3 separate regions of the Gossypium hirsutum genome follow, and regions 1 and 2 are each linked to region 3. The links are chromatin contacts, called in public Hi-C maps. All regions are on one chromosome and are shown on one strand. The core of a region is the stretch at or near the end of the contact, and the rest is flanking DNA. Distances in the headings are between cores, read along the strand shown. Region 1 holds the start of LOC107908291 (probable ascorbate-specific transmembrane electron transporter 1). Region 2 holds the start of LOC107909959 (RNA demethylase ALKBH10B). Region 3 holds the start of LOC107909957 (putative clathrin assembly protein At1g25240).

The links. Hi-C and Micro-C count contacts between places; a contact is called where the count stands out from the background.
Region 1: a Hi-C map of leaf shows a contact between it and region 3, with 3 times the contacts expected there. The contact joins the promoter of LOC107908291 here to the promoter of LOC107909957 in region 3. A contact is called at or near these places in 7 of 34 Hi-C or Micro-C datasets (callus, hypocotyl and leaf).
Region 2: a Hi-C map of leaf shows a contact between it and region 3, with 3 times the contacts expected there. The contact joins the promoter of LOC107909959 here to the promoter of LOC107909957 in region 3. A contact is called at or near these places in 10 of 34 Hi-C or Micro-C datasets (callus, hypocotyl, leaf and 1 more).

Annotation. Positions count from the first base shown.
Region 1 is chrD02:50,125,554-50,128,510 of Gossypium_hirsutum_v2.1, forward strand. It overlaps LOC107908291 (probable ascorbate-specific transmembrane electron transporter 1), which reads right to left and starts at 1,490. Exons shown (of 4, transcript XM_016835509.2): 1 at 1,318-1,490; 2 at 1,108-1,156; 3 at 678-883; 4 at 131-600. The coding sequence starts at 1,476. The coding sequence ends at 343.
Region 2 is chrD02:50,283,554-50,286,486 of Gossypium_hirsutum_v2.1, forward strand. LOC107909959 (RNA demethylase ALKBH10B) reads left to right here and starts at 1,410. Exons shown (of 8, transcript XM_016837676.2): 1 at 1,410-2,503. The coding sequence starts at 1,897.
Region 3 is chrD02:50,585,002-50,588,200 of Gossypium_hirsutum_v2.1, forward strand. It overlaps LOC107909957 (putative clathrin assembly protein At1g25240), which reads left to right and starts at 1,656. Exons shown (of 3, transcript XM_016837672.2): 1 at 1,656-3,121. The coding sequence starts at 2,047. It overlaps LOC107909955 (65-kDa microtubule-associated protein 6), which reads left to right. Exons shown (of 12, transcript XM_016837669.2): 8 at 121-208; 9 at 287-360; 10 at 454-528; 11 at 764-1,125; 12 at 1,203-1,502. The coding sequence ends at 1,105.

The DNA of each region.
Region 1 (2,957 bases), core at 240-2,739, 460 kb before region 3:
CTTCATGCATGAACTTTGGGTTATTTGTTGAAGCTCATTTTATAAATAAACCCCCAAAATTATAGACTTGAAGATGTCCATTTGCATGGCTGATTTTGCAGGGACTAATGTGACACGGTGTCATTAATGAAATCAACATTTAATTTTAGTTGAGACTTTTTATCTTTGAAAAATAAAAAAGTTAAAAGAATTATTGTTATTATTTTTTTAAAATCCAAAAATGATTATTAGGTATGACAAAGGAAGAAAGAAAATGGAAAAAGTTTTGAGTCCCGGCAATAATGAATTTTCATGAATTTTCTTCATAAAATTGTCCAATAATTTGAAAGTAAAGAACCATGACTAATATCTGGGGAGAACCACAGTGAGGGCAACAGCAACTGCAAATAGGAAAAGCAACAATCCTATAAAGTTGACAATGAGAGCTTCTTGGGAGCGAATTAGGAATAACGAAAGGAACTTTTGAAGCAACCCCATCTCAGCTGTGCATATTGCTAAGAAGAAGATAAGTAAGCCACCAAAAGTGTGCCATGGCAGATAGGCTGCTCTTGAATATGATTCTGCACCTGGGAACACATACGAGAAGAATCCTAGCAAATACTGCAATACCAGATAGGGATGTTTTTGTTTTAAATTCCTAACTGAATTAGAAAGAAATTGATTAAAATTTTAGGTACCTGTAAACCAAATAAGCATATGGTAATCATGCCTAGCCAAGAATGTAAGGTAACCATGTCAGGCATGTTGGTCTCATTATGGAATTTGAAGATTACAACAATCCCAAAGATCCCACAACCAAGAGCAATGGTTTGCAATGTTAGGTGGACTGCCTTTTGCACTTGTATGTCTCTTCTACTTGGGGTTGACTTGTATGCCATGATTGCTGTTTTATATATATGTTCAGTCATAACAATAATGCACATCACTTTTCAATCAGATTTCCTTATTTCAATAAAATTCATTCAATGATACTCTAATATATAATCTGGAAATATATCGTACGGAGCATTAGACATTCAAGAAAATGAAAGAGTAGAGCAACATAGACATAATGTTTGAATTAATTATGTTAATATACATGAAAAGCCACTGACAATTACTACTTACCTTCTCCAGCCATTAATATGAATCCAATCACCATTAGAAGTGGATGAAGCTGCAAATGAGAGGGGGGGGGAGCTGAAAGAGATTAAAATGTAGGCATAGAAGCAAACTGATCCATGCAAGAACAATAGGTCCTCCACAGATCATATAGAAACAAAGATATGAAACAGTTTCTGAAGAAAGAGAAGGGATTCTCAACGCAAATGAACTCACATTGAAAATCTTGAACTTATTAGCAGATTCAAAAGCAAGGCCTTCCCGGAACTTGAGAAGCCAAACTAGCACAAGGGTTGTCACTGCTATAAACAACAAATGTCCAAATACTATAACAGGGGTTGCAGAAATTTGGTAGCTTCTGCTCTTAGGCGCCATTGCATCTGCAGAACCTAGATGGAGAACTCAGTAGTCAGTAGTGTTATATAAAATCATTTGAGCCATTAACAAAGAGAGCTTTTGGTTTGATTGGGGAAGATACTACCAAACCGTCCAGCCGGCTGATTCAATGGTGACAACTCCAATAACATGAACAATATTGGGGCTAATTAAAGTATGTATGAGACTTAATGGTTTCAATTACCAATCATGCAGAGAACTTAGTAAGGCTTGCATTCGATTGTTTGTTTGTGGTTTGGGGTTATTGCGGAGAATAGGCAGCGTTTGGAGCCATAAGAAAAGCCAAAGGTGTTCATATCATAAATTTTACTAATGATTTAGTTCGTCCATTTCTAAAACTCAACTTGTGCGATTAGCTAAACTCTTCAAATATTTCTTGCATTTTAAATTAAAATAAAATACATTAATTTAAGTTTGTAAATAATTCCATAATATCTAGTTTTTATGTAAAAGTAATAATAACTGTACTACTTAGTATTTACTTTTTGCTAATATATTTAAATAACTCTTTTATGTAATTTTAATGAGGGTGTAATATGATTATTTCTCATATATTGTAATTTTTATATATAATTATAATAATACCAGTTTTCATTACCTATCTTTCTTTTTATACAAGCTTTCTTTTACCTATAAATCCTCCCAAACCCTTAAATCTTAAGTGAGATCAAACTCACATTCTGCACGTTGTTGCAATGCTAATTGAGTTTTTTTTTTTATAGTTATAGTCATTTAAAATGACTAGTTATATTTATATAGAGTAATATATGTTATTTTATAATAATATATGTATAAAAGTTATTACGGGTCAAACATGTTTCATCTTCTTTTTTATAACCAAGAACTTGATCAACTTGTATTGATCCATATCACGACCTAAGCTTAAAACCTGAGTCTCGAACTCCCAGCAGCCCAGGAAGTTGTGATTGCCAAACTAGGCCTGGCTCTAGAAGATTGATGCTAAGCTCTTAGCCATTTTGGATCTATATTAGGACTAAAAAATGCCGTTAGTAATACTTGTTGCCAGCCAATAACCATTTTGACATAGGCCTCAAAGTGAACCCCAACCCACATAAAATGGGTCATTCTAAAGTTTCACTTAATATTCCTTCTCATTGCTCATTTGTCCGTAGCAAATCAAATCTGGGTTGTATCTTAAATTATCATATCTAAAACGGGGTCTGCAAAGTTACAATGCCTCGAAGAAGTTCCAGCCAATATGTTCAACGGATAATTAAGCACTGAAAACTAAAGCACAAAAGCATGGTTTTTTTTTTTCACTTGAATTTGAACCAGATTTGGAAATGGTTGGATTGAAACTTTTGACAAAGTTTCCTAGGTCTACAAAACACTTGTGCAATAATGTTTGCTAACCTCATTCATTGCATTGCAGCAAACCAAACCCTATACTCACCACTCCACCCTACCTAAGCTAGCAGCTGTACTAAATAACTCAGCGA
Region 2 (2,933 bases), core at 160-2,659, 300 kb before region 3:
TGGTTATAACCCTATTTTTATGACCAAAATATCCCTATATGTCTTTTATTTTATTGGTGCTTTAGGTGGATAAAAACTACCTCTAATGTCATTTTTGTTCCCTTCAAACAACGATGTCGCAATACCTATGCTAGCGGCATGGTTTCCATTCAATTTTGGATCACCAACATGCTCCTACAACACTCAATCACTCATTAGGGTCCAAATGGCACCCTTGGCCAATTTAGGTCTCAAAATAGGACAAAATAAGCATAAAATGCTTGAAGAACATATTAAAGCTAAAGAACAAAAAATAAATGAAAACCATGAAAAAGACATTAAATTACTCGAGAATAAGCTCATTAAGAGTGTCGAGGAGCCTAATTTGAGATATCAAATTACAACAGATCAATCTTACACGTGGTGAAAGTGAATTCTAGAATTCGTGTGTTTGTTACTAATATCCGCAATAAATATGATTACATTATACCTTATTACAAAGCATGAGTTGCAAAATAAAAAATAATGAAAAAATGTATAATGAATAGGATAAATCGTATAATGATCTATGACAATGGTTAAACATACTAAATCAATAAATCTCAAGTAACATCATAAAAAATATTCCATAAGATCATGGTTTCATGGATGAATCTTTCCTCAAATTGTTTCCATTAAGTATCAATGTTGATTTTTTTTTTACAAACATGTACCGAAAAAAATAAATTATCATTCAAAATTTAGATACATTTTTGCTTTTTCTTTGAAACCTAGAAAATCCTGTGGAGATCATTTTTCAGACTTTTGATCGAAGGTGTGAATTCTACAAATGTTCCACTTTATTTCTTCTCAATAATCCAATGATGGATTAGGGTTCTTTTTAAACCATATCATTTTTGAAATGTTAGTAAAATAAGATGAATGTAATTTGTGTTGTTGAGGGATTATCCAAATTCGTTAACAACAAATTGTTTTTTTGGAACATTTATTTTTCATTTCATCAGTGTATTCCACACTACTCTATTATATTAATTAATACATTAAATGGATGAATGCTTTTTAGGGGTTTAATTAATTTTTAAAAAAGTTTAGTGATTGCCTCCGCCGTTAAATCTAAAAATTAAGTGAAAATACATACTTTGAATATCACACTATTGCTTGATGGTTAATGGTGTTCACTATTTCGAATGTGATTTGAGTTTGAGTCGTTTGAGTTTTACCCCTGATATTGTAATTCAACAAAATTAAAATAAAAAAATTCTTTATATATAAAACATCAAAATAAACTTTAACCATAAAATTTTAATATCCTTCAGTTTGCGAATTATGAATAAAAAAACAAAAGATTATGCATGTGTGATTCAGCTTCTTCGCACATTGTATACGTTCTTAAACCACTCTATTTAAATCTCAAAATATACATATAAATCATTGAAAAATAAAAAAAAGTTTGGACTCTATTTAAGCCCACCCACATGCGTAACGAAGAAGCAATTTTTTTAGTTTTGTTTTTCCTTTTTCAACTTAAAATAATGAAAAAAATCAAACCCTAGATGTGTTTTATTTTAAAAAAATTGAGCATTGACACTCCCCATCTTCACGTCACACTTCTCTTTTACTGTAACTTCACACGCCCATCACACAACAAAAGAAGAGCATTCCAAAGACTTAGCTTCCAGATCTGACTAAACTAGACCACCATTTTCTCCTTACTTTTTTTTCTCATTCTAAATATTTTATTAGATCCAATTGGAATCGAAGATTAAAACTCAATTGCTAAATTTTCTTTCACTCAATTCTATCTTATTTTAAATTAATTTTTAGTGTTGGTTGGATTTTTGGGATTTGAATTAGTTAGATCTGAATTGGGGGTATTTTAAATTTCTTTTTCCTCGATTGGTTAGGGAGTTTTTCTCAATGGCAATGCCATCGGGAAATGTAGTTTTATCTGATAAAATGCAGTTCGCTGCTCCTCCAGCTGCAGGAGCTGGCGGCGGCGGAGGTGGAGCTGCTGGAGGTGAGATCCACCAGCACCAACCTCGGCAATGGTTCCCCGATGAGCGTGATGGCTTCATCTATTGGTTGCGAGGGGAATTCGCCGCCGCCAATGCTATGATTGACTCTCTTTGTCAACATTTGCGTGAGGTTGGAGAAGTAGGGGAGTATGAAGCCGTGATTGCTTGCATTCAACAAAGGAGATCTAATTGGAACCCCGTGCTTCATATGCAGCAGTACTTTTCTGTTGCTGAGGTCTCCTACGCGCTTCAACAGGTCTCCTGGAGAAGGAGACAAAAGCCTTATGATCAAGGGAAACTTGGGGGGAAAGAGTACAAAAGATCTGGCTTTGGGTTTAAGGGGCATAGGTTAGAGGTGGCTAAAGAAATGCAGAATTCTGGCGTGGATAATGATGCGAATTTGACTGTTAACACAATTTCAGACAGAAACGATATGAAGACTGAGAAACGTGATGACAATAAATCGGGTGGGGAGGATAAAGTTTCAGTAGTCTCGGAGGATATAAAAGGTAACTTTTGGTTTATGTTTCTTTCTTTATCTTTTTTATTTACGTTGTGTGAACATTAAATTTTTCAGTGAATGTTACCTTGTATTCTGTATCTTTTTATGTTTGGTTTTTGGTTTCTGATTGGGATGATTGAAAGTTGTATTTCTAAATGGGATTTTGGGTGTTGATTTTGTTGACTTATCAACTATTTCCTTGATTAAAAAGCTTGGTGTTGCCATATACATGTTTCTTTCTTGGATTAGACATATTATCCCAAACAAGAAATTGTTTATTTAATGTTTAAAACAAGCTTTCTTATTTGGAAATTGCTATCAGATTCTCAATTTCCCGCTTTGACCTTAATATGTATATACCTACCTAATTGAAAGTTGCACCATTTGTTTGCAAGTGGATTTATATAAAATTAAAGGCAGGTACTTTTTACATCTGA
Region 3 (3,199 bases), core at 406-2,905:
TCTTAGTTTCTCTCTTCAATATTGCTTGTGTACTATTCCGTGAGTCAAAATAAATACATCTGATTCACCTTGTCTATAAAATTTTAATTCATTAGTTGTTAACTTCATTTTGAATCTCAGGATGAAAACCGGTACAATGCAGGGAGAGGTGCACATATTAACCTTAAGCGTGCAGAAAAAGCTCGAATAACAGTAACCAAAATTCCGGGTATTTACTCTTCTTATTCATCCAACTCTCTGATGGATATGTTTGTATTGTTGAGCTAAATAATGGTACCCTTTGCAGCAATTGTGGATAATCTGATCAACAGAACGTTAGCTTGGGAAGAAGAAAAAAGGGCATTGTTTCTATATGATGGGGTCAGTAGTTCTGTAAACTTGCACAATCATTGTCGTTTGGAATTGTTTCTGAATAAGCTTGTTCCTAAACATGACATACTTGTATGCATATAGGAGCGACTGGTGTCGATACTGGAGGACTACAAGCTGACAAGGAAACAAAGAGAGGAGGAAAAGAAGAGATGCAGGGTAATTTTAATATGTTTTTTGCTTCTGCAAATATTATTGCCGAGTTATCTGAACCTTTTAGCCCTTTGGTACCTTGTCCATTTTCCTTTCTTTTCTCATCTCCTTTTCAACTTGCTTAAAGCGACTTTTTATATGATGAATGGCATTTCCAAGCAGGCCATATATTGAATGTGTGCATTGATCTCTACGACTTATACATGCATAAAAACAATATCTTTTCTATTCCATTTTGCAGGACCAAAAGAAGATTCAAGATCTGCTCCTGACAGAGAGAGAAGCCATTTATGGGTCAAAACCTAGTCCAAGGAAAAGTAACAGCTTCAGAAAGACAAATGGTTATCGAGCAAATGGAAATGGATCCATGACTCCCAGTACACCTCGTCGGAACTCGGTGGGTGGAGCAACTCCCGAGCTACTTACACCACGTTCATATTTGGGGCGTCAAAATGGCTACTTCAAGGAAATGAGAAGGTTGTCTACAGCACCTATAAACTTTGTGGCCATATCAAAGGAAGATACAGTATCTACATACACTTCAGTATGTGATTCGGAGCTCGGGTCTCCACCACATAGCTGAAGTTTAGAAATCCAGAAGTGGTATGTTTTGCCTACGCCATTGAACCTCTTCTGTTAATGTTGTTCACACGCTTAAAACAATTTTTGTTCAATCACAGGAAGAGGATAGGATCATATAGTTGCAATAAGTGTAGACTGGATTAATAGCAGCAGAACCGTGTGTTGTGAATATACGAAAGAAAGGGTATGGATAGATTAGTGTACGGATTGTGAATTGGTAGGAGTCGGACAGGTGACTGACTTTTGTGGGTGTTCGCATGGAAATGATGTTATTTGCCATTGCGGAGAGGGAGAAAAGAAGAAACCAGTTTGAAAATTGTGTTTAACTTGTTTTTGTGTGGTGTTACATGTACTGATAATATTGATAGTAGTAGTATTACTGGATTTTTTTGCTTGAATGTACGTGTACATGCTTGAATGTATGTTTGCAATGTATATACATGTACTCTAGTATGATCATCATTATATTATCATCCATGTTTGTTCAAAATTTCTTATGTCAAGTAAGCATTTTTAACACCACTTCACCAATTTCATAATTCATGTATACACAGTTGAAATTTAACTTCCTTTTTTTTTTTTTTGTACAACACCGAGTTTAGCAAGTTCCAACCAGATAATTCACATGCAAGTGATTTTTATTTTTATTTTTTAACATCTAATCATAGTCTATGAAATTAGCCATTTGTTCCCAAAATAGAAATGCGTAAAGAGAAACAACTATAAACTTGTCCGAAGATATATGCTAACAAATGGCAAATACAGGCAGACATGGCTAAATCACAGCTTAGTTTTCTATCCAGTCGTAGGCCGTCGGTTTTGGGTTTGTTGAAGCAAAATTTTGTATTAAGAAAAAAACAAAAACAAAAAGAGGGGCTTCAGGACCACCTCTGACAAACCCGCTGCTTTGTAAGGGCGACGGAGGGTTGAGGTCGAAGAAACATGAAGCTATGGAAGAGGGCCGTTGGTGCTGTCAAAGATAAGAACAGCATAGTGGTGGTCTATATTTCCAGAAGGAATTCCTTTAGGAACCCTGAACTTGAGGCTGCCATTATAAAGGCCACAAGTCACGATGAATTACACATTGATAAAAGGAGTGCGCAGGTTGTGTTTTCGTGGATTCGAGCGTCGCCCGTTAGCCTAGGTCCTCTTATATGGGCCTTGTCTAGGAGGATGGAGAAGACTCGGAGTTGGGTGGTGGCCATTAAAGGGTTGATGCTCATGCATGGCATTTTCCATTGTAAGGCACCAGTGGTTCAAATGATGCAGCGTTTACCCTTTGATCTTTCCACTTTCAGCGATGGACATTCCAAGCCCAGCAAAACCTGGGGTTTCAATAGTATCATCCGTGAGTACTTTGCGTTTCTAGATCAAAGAGCTGCCATTTTTTTAGAGCAAGATAATCAGAACAACAACAACAAAGTCGAGGAGCGTTTGTTGTTGGTGCAACAGCTTTTGAAATTGGAGAAATGGCAATCTTTGCTTGATTTGTTGCTTCAAATTAGGCCTCGAGCGGAGAATATGAAGGTTAGGCTGATTATGGAAGCCATGGATTGTGTGATCATTGAGATATACGATGTTTACGGTATAATCTGCAACGAGATTGCCAAGATTTTGTTGAAAATATATTCCGTAAGCAAACATGAAGCGGCAATGGCGCTTAGGGTTCTTCAAAAGGCAATGAAACAGAGTGAAGAGCTTTCTCTCTTCTTCGAGTTCTGCAAGGAATATGGCGTCCTAAACGCCACCGAACTCCCCACCGTTACTCGGATCCCTGATGAAGACGTTGAAGAACTTGAGAGGATAATGAATGGGGTTTCAGTTCCAGAGAAGACGATCAATTACAAGGAGGGTTTCGAGGAAATGAACCAAATGGAAATGACAGCAGTTGTGGAAGAATACACAAGGGGAACTTTGAGGACGATAATTACAGACAAATGGGTGGTTTTCGAGGAAAACGATGAACAACAGTATGGTTTCTCTAATGAAACCAAAATAGTAGCAGAAGATGATGCTGGTAAAGATCATCTACTACTACCTCTTGTACCCATTAACAATTTACCTGTTTATAATCCTTATGAGCTACCAGATTTAA